Linked DNA regions of Sus scrofa: regions 1 and 3 are each linked to region 2. The links are chromatin contacts, called in public Hi-C and promoter capture Hi-C maps. All regions are on one chromosome and are shown on one strand. Each heading gives the region's core, a stretch centred on a gene start, on an enhancer-like site or on the middle of the called end of the contact. The rest is flanking DNA. Distances are from core to core; before and after follow the strand shown.

Evidence for each region. Promoter capture Hi-C pulls out the DNA fragments that hold promoters and counts their contacts. A called contact is a pair of places that touch in the nucleus more often than the background predicts.
Region 1: a Hi-C map of liver shows a contact between it and region 2, with 2.0 times the contacts expected there. The contact joins the enhancer-like site here to the promoter of ATG4C in region 2. A contact is called at or near these places in 1 of 5 promoter capture datasets (liver), 22 of 47 Hi-C or Micro-C datasets (alveolar macrophages, brain, embryonic fibroblasts and 11 more) and 2 of 2 datasets of contacts at active chromatin or transcription factors (alveolar macrophages and skeletal muscle).
Region 3: a promoter capture Hi-C map of liver shows a contact between it and region 2, with 5 times the contacts expected there. The contact joins the promoter of ANGPTL3 here to the promoter of ATG4C in region 2. A contact is called at or near these places in 1 of 5 promoter capture datasets (liver), 2 of 47 Hi-C or Micro-C datasets (both in liver) and 1 of 2 datasets of contacts at active chromatin or transcription factors (alveolar macrophages).

The regions. Positions count from the first base shown.
Region 1 is chr6:149,923,502-149,926,462 of Sscrofa11.1, forward strand. It overlaps DOCK7 (dedicator of cytokinesis protein 7), which reads left to right. Exons shown (of 48, transcript XM_021096551.1): 33 at 661-757. Among named protein-coding and RNA genes, the nearest start is that of USP1, 61 kb to the right of the region's middle. Within about 2 kb of position 1,445, at least 3 of the 83 cell types and tissues checked have an H3K27ac peak or open chromatin away from gene starts, as enhancers often do. A contact at or near this core is called in fetal liver and liver, where this site is marked.
Region 2 is chr6:149,690,208-149,693,234 of Sscrofa11.1, forward strand. ATG4C (autophagy related 4C cysteine peptidase) reads right to left here and starts at 1,707. Exons shown (of 11, transcript NM_001190284.1): 1 at 1,608-1,707.
Region 3 is chr6:149,844,446-149,847,516 of Sscrofa11.1, forward strand. ANGPTL3 (angiopoietin like 3) reads right to left here and starts at 1,409. Exons shown (of 8, transcript NM_001003926.2): 1 at 1,098-1,409; 2 at 893-1,095; 3 at 180-290. The coding sequence starts at 1,386. The region is part of intron 14 of DOCK7 (dedicator of cytokinesis protein 7); the gene reads left to right.

The sequences.
Region 1 (2,961 bases), core at 195-2,694, 230 kb after region 2:
CTGCATATACAGTTGTACACAGACACGCAGTAACGGCAGTGTAAACGAGAGTGGAGAGGGTAGGAGATAAGGAAATGCAGGGTCTTATAAACTATAGTTAAGATTTTGGGAAAGTCAGTATTAGAAAATTTGCCTATTTAAAAGCGTGTTTATTCACATTGTAATCAGCTATATTTCAATAAAAATTTTTAAAGTGTGTTTTTGTGTTACACGTAGCAAATGTATTTCTTCTGTAATAGATAATTTTGAAGAAAAAGCACCATTGTTAGGTTTTTCTACTTGTACTGAAATAAAATGTATGAAATTAATCACATTGTGTTGTATTTCTTGTTTGCAAATATATACATAGGATATGATCCAACTGAAATAACTTTTTTTTTTTTGTCTCTTTTAGGGCCGCATGCACGGCATATGGAGGTTCCCAGGCTAGGGATCGAATCAGAACTGCGGGCCAGTGCCACAGCCACACAATGCAGCATCTGAGCCGTGTCTGTGACCTACACCATAGCTCACAGCAACACCGGATCCCTAACCCACCGAGCAAGGCCAGGGATCAAACCTGCATCCCCATGGATACTAACTAGTCAGATTCGTTTTCACTGAGCCACTGTGGGAACTCTAAATGACATTTTAAAAATGGTTTTGAAATTTGTTTGACAGAGAGAAGCCCATCTGGAAGTGCCTTTGGAAGTCAAGAAAATCTGAGGTGGAGAAAGGATATGACTCACTGGCGTCAAAACACTGAGAAGCTTGACAAGTAATATACTCTTAAATTTTATCTTACTGATAGGCTTGTTGGATTTCAAATGCAAGAGGAAAATGATTTTAGTATTATTTTAGTGTTATTTTATTAGGCATTCAAATCTTAGAAGACAAAATAGTTTTATTTTATTTTTAAATTTTAGATTTAAAAGAATTTGGGAGAAGAATTTTCATATGGTATATAGTAAAGCAAAGAGTTACACATTTTAAATGTTACTCCATTTCCCTCAATAGCCCTCCTTGGAAAATGTATTCTGCAACTTTTTTTTTTTTTTTTTTTTTTTTTTTTTAATGGTCACATCCATGGTGTTTGGAAGTTCCAGGACCAAGAATTCAATCCGAGCCATAGCTGACCTGTGCCTCAGCTATGGCAACACCAGATCATTAACCCACTGCACTGGGCCGGGGATTAAACCCTCACTTCCACAGCGGCCCAAGCTGCTGCAGTCAGATTTTTAACTCACTGCACCATAGTGGGAACTCCTTTGCAACTATTTTTAAAACATACTTTGGGTATCACTCTGAACCAAATAGCTCAAGAATGATAAAAAAAAAAAAAATAGAAAACTAATCTTTACCCTCTTAGAGTTTAAAATATAAAGAAAGACAAACAGTACAAGTGTTCCACTTCTAGCACAGAGGTAAACTAGGTCCACTGACTGACCCCACTGCCAAAAACAACTAAAAAGGCGCTTTTATGAGTCCAGGATCCTAAAGGACTGCATCTTCAGCATAAAGGGACCTGGAAATAAACCCTTCTCACTGCCCAGGTGACCACAGGTAAAATTGCTTGGCTTGGAGCTTGGCATTGTGTCAAGGGGCTAAACTTTGCCTGAGCATTTGCAATTTCGAGTTAGCCCTCAGGTACCTTGATTGGCCAAAAATTCTTTGAGAAGATGATGACCCATTTATTTGGGTTTGCCTAGTACTCCTACTTTTTGCAGTGACTGTCCCATCCCAGGGAACCCCTCAGTCCTGTCCTGAAGTGATCCAGGATAATTGATCACCCTCCCTGAAAATCAGCTTCAGCTTGGGCTTTAGAGGATTCTCACAGAATATTAGCTCTCAGACAGTAAAACTGTGAAACACAGGAAGCAAGGCCCTGCGCGAGCCAGCAGAGGGGAAAGCAGCAGACTCAGTACCATTAGATGAGTTTGGAATTCTCAGAAACTGCTTAGTCTTTTTAGGCTGCTTTGACACAATAGCACATACTGGGCCACGTTTAAAAACAGAAATTCATTTCTCACCGTTGTGGAGGCTGGGACGTTCAAGATTGCGGCAGATTTGTTGTCTGGTGAAGGCCTTCTTCTAGGTTACAGACTTCTTACTGTGTCCTTTTATAGTGAAAGGGCAAGCAAACTCCCGTGGACCTCTTTTATAAGAGGCTCTAATCCCATTCATGAGGACTCCGCCCTGATTACCTCACTACCTTCCAAAGGCCTCGCCTTCTGATACCATTACTTTGGGCACTAGATTTTCAACATTGGAAGAGGGACACATCTTCAGACCAGAGCAAATACTGAATATACTATAACTATGTTGAAATTCTTTTTTGTTTTGTTTTTGTTTTTGTTGTTTTTTAGGATAGCACCTGTGGCATATGGAGGTTCCCAGGCTAGGGGTCAAATCAGAACTACAGCTGCTGGCCAATGCCACAGCCACAGCAATGCAAGATCCAAGCCGAGTCTGCAACCTGCACCACAACTCATGGCAACTCCAGATCCTTAACCCACTGAGCGAGGCCAGGGATCGAACCTGCAACCTCATGGTTCCCAGTCGGATTCATTTCTGCTGTGCCACAATGGGAACTCCAGAATTCTTAAGTTTTAAGTGTCTGCTTTTCAGTCCTCTTTGTCCTTTTCCATGTCTTTTATTTTTCCACATGCGTTATATATGTTAGAAATCACAAAGCTCCCAGATACTATGATTAATGTATTGTTGTATTTCGGCACTCATGTTGTGTGTTCTCTTTGCTTATCTTACTACGTTTTAAGGAAGGCTTTTTTTTTGTGGGGAGGGGATATTTTTCTGATTCTTTTTGTTTAAATCATTTTTTTTTCATCATTGTTCTTCACAAAATCTCCCTGGGATTTTTAGTTTGTTTCTTTTTGGTTTTGGTTTTTTTTTTTTTGTTTTTTTTTGTTTTATTTCGTTCTGCTTTTTAGGGCTACACATGCAGCTTATGGAAGTTCCCAGACT
Region 2 (3,027 bases), core at 457-2,956:
TAAGGAACCTCATGAGTGAATTAATTCTGAAATATTATACATTTAGCCCCAATCTTAAGCATGGCTGGAACCATTTCTGACTCATTAGGATAACCCCAATTAGACGGGTATGAGTATTAATATTTGTATTATACTGACACATAGGGATTATATTTGACTTCTAAAGAATAATTTTACTATTAGAATTTCTACAGTGCAACACTTAGAATAGAAGAAAGCTTCAAAGTTATTTAAGTTACATGGTCCCCAGAAAGGCAGGAAGTACAAAAATGTCTGTCTACACATTACTGAATAGTGTACCATGCTGTTTTACCAGATCTATCAAATATATAGAAATAGCTCATCAATAGTCACAAAAAATAAACTTTTTGATATACCTGTATTCTATTTTACAGAAAAAAAGAACATCAGTTAAGTGGTTTTTTAAACTATTTTTACTAAACTATAAAATTCCTTCTATTGGTTATTTTTTAACATTAAACAGTTCCCAAAATTTTACAGTGAAAGAATTGATAATTAATTCAATATAGCATCAGATTACTGGACTAATTAGAAACTCTTCCTCGTTCAGGGAAGACACTTTATTATTTTGCAAATTGGTATATACATAGACTTTACCTTCCAAAGCTTTTTCAATCCCTTTGGGTAATTTCAATGACTCACTAATTACAAATCATAAACAAGGGAGGAAAGGCATTCCCTTGTGTCTATCTATTAACTGATACAAAAATCATTGCACAAACCTCCACTGGGGACATATGCCTGAAGTAGGAAAAAAGAAAAAAAAAATCTCAGTTAAGATACGAAGAGCTGTAGGAGGAGGTATTCTCCACTAACGCAGGGTAGCAGCGAACCCCCTGCGAGAAAATAATCAATACAAAACGAAAATGTAAGCCAAAGAAATCTTAAGAAATATAAACTCAGTAAGTAGAGTCACGCTTAGCTAATCATTGGCGATCACTCTCCCATTCATCAGTTATCCTAAGAACGCAGATGAACCTCCAACCTAAAAAGCCCTTACATGTAGATAGAGGTGGAAGCGCTCAGGCTAAAAACCAAATAAAGTGACTGAACGTTAAGGTCTGGATGGAAAAGCATTTAGATATTCAGGCAAGTGTTATCAGAGTATGAATTAGTAAGAAGGGCCAAAAAAGGGATAAAGGAGTTAGGAATGAGAACACTGAGATCTTGAGCGTCTAATTTGTTTTCTTTCTTTTCTTTTAGATGGAGAGAAATAGGGAAGAAGTTAAATGGATGAGCTTAGGAGACAAGAGATCGTGCCTGAAACAAGAAAGAAAAGCTTCCAAAGAGAGGGCAACAGCTGCCCACAGGAAGGCTTAAGGTTTGTCAGTTCTGGATCTCAGGAAGAGTGAGGAGTCAGAAAACAAATGACACTAGACAGGAGCAGATGAGGGAGGCGCCAAATTCTGAAAGCCTACACGGTCTGCCACAGGGTCTCCAGTGAGTGCAAGGCCCCCCAAGAAACCTGGTCATTCGGGGACCAGAGACACTAAGCCCCAACCTTCTCCTGACTCCGCTAGCCTCAAGTCGACCCCTCACCGAAAACAGAACTGGAGAAGTGTAAACAATGTGTAGGAGCCACCAACCCGGGAAATGTTCCAGCTCTAGCAGCAGCCGCCAGAAGAGCTGCCAGCAAAAACGCAGACACTCCAACCTCTGCGCCGCAGCCACAGGCACCTCGAGCTTCCCGGCCACCGTAGTAAGAGGAACGCCCCACCCCCTCCTTCAAACCCAGCAGGACAGCCACTTCCGGGGCACTCAAGCTTACAGACTGGCGACAGCAATAGCAGGCGTCACCAGGCCCCTGGTTCGTTTACTTTGTCCATCCTTTTTCGCCCCGTTCACTACGTCAGACCATAAATCACCAATATAGCAAGGACAGAACCAAAGTATCCGTCTCTAAGCGGTGCCCGTGATAGACAAACTGCGTTATGCCCACCATGAGTTCCTATTGAACTGGACTTCAACTCCCAGCAGGCCATGCAATACCACGCCCCTCCCGCGCGGGACTACAAGATCCAGCATGCCCTGCGCCTCTTATTCCTCACTCCGCCCCTGACACCCGAAAACTCAAAGTGCGATTGCGGAGAATTTGTTAAATCCGTTGGACTAATGTACTCTTTTCTACCAAGCCCCACTTTGATTAAAAAAAAAAAAAAAACGGTATTCCGTCTTATCCTTTTGTGAAGTTACTCATAAACCAAGCTACAGTTGGAACTGTAGGTAAATTCTTGTAAAACATTAAGGAATATGTATACTTATTTTCCACATTCAGATTATTTTCTAGAATTGAAACCCAGGACAGTCTGCAAAGGCTTCTTACGAAATGGAAATTTCCATCCTTCCTCATAAGCGGTTTTGAGAGAAATACAAATTATTGCAAAGTTTGATCCTGTTTTGTCTTTGCAGTACCACCGGATTGTACTGGAACAAGGCTGCTAGACATGCTTCTGAATTGCATAGGAAATTATAATAAAAACTGGAAGCAAAAAATTAACATTCTGCACTACTGGACTATGGAACCATGTGGGAAAGAAAATCTTTCAGAATGCAAAGTTGAAAAGTTCAAAATTAGATTTGAGGAGTTCCTGTCCTGGCTCAGTGGTTAACGAATCCGACTAGGAAGATGAGGTTGTGGGTTCGGTCCTTGGCCTTGCTCAGTGGGTTAGGGAGCCGGCGTTGCCGTGAGCTGTATGTAGTGTAGGTCATAGATGCGGCTCAGATCCTGCATAGCTGTAGCTCTGGCGTAGGCTGGCGGCTACAGCTCTGATTGGACCCCTAGCCTGGGAATCTCCATAGGCCGCGGGAGTGGCCCTAGAAAATGCAAAAAGACAAAAAAAAAAAAAAAAAAAAAAAAAAAAAAAAAAAACTAGATTTGAAAAGGTTCTGAATTTTTTATGTGTTTAATGGTTTGAATATTATTTTCTATTAATAATTTCTATTATTAGTCTGACAAAAACAGGTAACCACAACTATTTATTTTTGTTATATGATAGGGCAACCAAA
Region 3 (3,071 bases), core at 159-2,658, 150 kb after region 2:
AAAGTTTTAGAGCTAAAATTCAAACTCAGTTCATTAGCTTCGGCGCCTACAGACTTAACAGTCATGCTGATGTGGTCCCTTTATTCACTATCCAACTGTTATTTTACATACTGTTAGCATACAGTGTTCATGAACCTAAATCTATGTAAAAGATTGGAGATGATAAAATGCTGACTTACCTGGTTTTCTATTTCTTTTATTTGACTGTGCTGTTGGTTTAATTGTCTGTATTGTTCTTCCACAGTCTGAAGAAGGTCTCTGATGCTGTTGTCTTGCTGTTCCACAAAAGTCTAGACATAGATTGTAGGCTGGTTAGACGCTTCTTTCTTTTGTTAAATTAGACATTTTTTCCCCCTTAGAACACTATCGCAGTCTAATTTTTTAGAGCTAATACTGGATTAGAAAAATGAATTTTGGCAAACATTTTCCCTTGTATGCTGCTTTCACATAGTACATACTTTTGCTTTTGTATTGTATTTAAAATGTACCATCTCCAAAATCTGATTTCCTGAACTTCAATTAAATGAAAAAAGAAATTAATATATTTTTTTATTTTTATATTTTTGCTTTTCTATGTTTTAAACATGGGAGAATAGTTATAAGTTAAATTCCTTTAGCCTTTTACTTGCATCCAGGAATTTGCAATACTCTAATTTGTAATAATTTTCATCTGAAATGCAAAGTTTAGTTATTTTCATAAGTAATGTTAGGGAACATTAAAACTAACTTCAAATTAGAATGAGAATTTTTTTTTTTTCCTGGCGGTTTTTTTTCATGAGAAAAATACAGTATTTCGACAGTTCAGTAACATATTTCAAATAGCCTATCTTAAAATATTTTTAAAAATATTCACATTGAAAACAATCACAAATGCTCTTTGGTTTCTACTTACTTTAAGTGAAGTTATATCCGGGTGTTCCTGAATTTCAGGTTGATTTTTAATTAAATTGGTTAATTGATCTTCCAGATATCTTACTTTGTGTTGAAGTAGAATTTTTTCTTCAAGGAGACTTTCAACTTTTGAGTTGAGGTCAAGTGACATGTTCTTTACTTCTTCATTTTTGACTTGCAGTTTGAATGTAGTTCTTCTAAGTTCTTTTCTTCTTCTTTGATTTCATTGGTTTGCAGTGATAAGTCATAAAAAGACTGGTCAAATATGTTGAGTTTTTGAAATATATCATTAATTTGGCCCTTAGTCTTATGAACAAAGTCTTTAAGACCATGTCCTAACTGAAGTAGGCCATTGGCTAAAATTTTTACATCATCCAACATAGCAAATCTTGATTTTGGCTCTGGAGACACAGAGTCAAGTGATGAAGAGTCTTGGTCAATTCTGGAAGAAATAACTAGAGGAACAATAAGAAGAAAGAGCTTAATAGTGTACATTTTTATCCTAATTACTCCACTTTGAAATGATTTGGAATTTGTTTTTTTCCTATAAGCACACCTAGACTTCTAGACTCTCTAGTTAACATTGTTTGCTACATAAACAGTAAGGTTGGCAGGTGAATAGAGTTAATCATTAAGCTGTGTAAACTTGTATGAATGTAACCTTCCACATTGAGTTAGATCAATGCTAATTGAAGTCAAAGAAATAAGCAACTAACTTAATAGGTCATTTAAAATGATTATTGTATTTTAATTTTTTTAAAAGCTGATTTTGTCATTTTTAAAGAGATTTGCAAGTAAATACCAAACTCTTTTGACTGATAAATTCATCATTCAATTGAGTAAAAATTAGTGAATTAAGTATACGTTTCCCAAATTGTATTTTAGTTTCTTTGGAAAACAGTTTTCCATCTCCAAAAATGCCTTCTCTGCGAAGCCTTCTTCCATTTCTGCAGGTGGTATTAGTGGCTCTCAATGCTGCATTCCCATAGTACCCTTTATAATAAACCAACGTATGATTACATATTCCTTATTATTTGTCACTATAGTTGTGAGTGTATCTTTTTGCTTCAATGATCTATCTTAACTGTATTTGTATATTGTCACAAAATACTATACATTAAAAGGTATTTCATCCTTTTTTCCCATTATATTCTATGTCTCAATGGTCTAACCTTTTTTCTCTGGGCCCACTGGAAAGACCAATACATTATGTAATTTTCTAAGGTCAGCCAGAATTAAATACTTCCAGGGACAGAAACTATTTGCACATTACACATTTGTCTGAAGTTTTTGAGCTTGGTAACAATATTCGTGATATAAATTTAACAAAATAAAAAAATTAGTGGTATGTTTAAAAGTAAATGTTCCACTATGCTTCTAACTTATGTTTAAAAGGAAAAATACTAGGAGTTCCCGTCGTGGCGCAGTGGTTAACGAATCCGACTAGGAACCATGAGGTTGCGGGTTTGGTCCCTGCCCTTGCTCAGTGGGTTACGATCCAGCGTTGCCGTGAGCTGTGGTGTAGGTTGCAGACGCGGCTCGGATCCTGCGTTGCTGTAGCTCTGGCGTAGGCCAGTGGCTACAGCTCCGATTGGACCCCTAGCCTGGGAACCTCCATATGCTGCGGGAGCGGCCCAAAGAAATAGCACAAAGACCAAAAAAAAAAGAAAAATGCTAAATACTTCAGTTAAATTATAACTGATTATTTTTCTTTTTTTGAATTAAAGAATTTAATTCAATTCTAATCACTGATTATTTTTTTTGAGTGTTTATATTAAAAACTTTTTCAGAAAACAATCCCTTTAAATGACTTATCTTGGTAAATTAATACAGTAAAATTGTTAAGAGTATGGTCTTTGGAATCAGACTATGGTCTGGGTTCAAAGCCAGATCTAGCTGTCCTACCTTAGACAAGTTACTTAACCTCTCCATACCTCAGTCTCCTCATCTGTAAATTGGGGTATTTTTTATTGTGTATTTAATGATAATTAAAAGAAATAACTATGTCTGGAGCAGTCAGAACAGTGTCATGCAAATAGGGAGTATACAAAATATTAGTTATTATATCCATGAAATGACTTGTGTGTGTATGCATTTATAATCAGCCCTAATAAAAGAAATCCACTTTTTTGCAAAGGGAAAAGTTTTAACATAACGAATTTCAGTTTAAACTATAAATT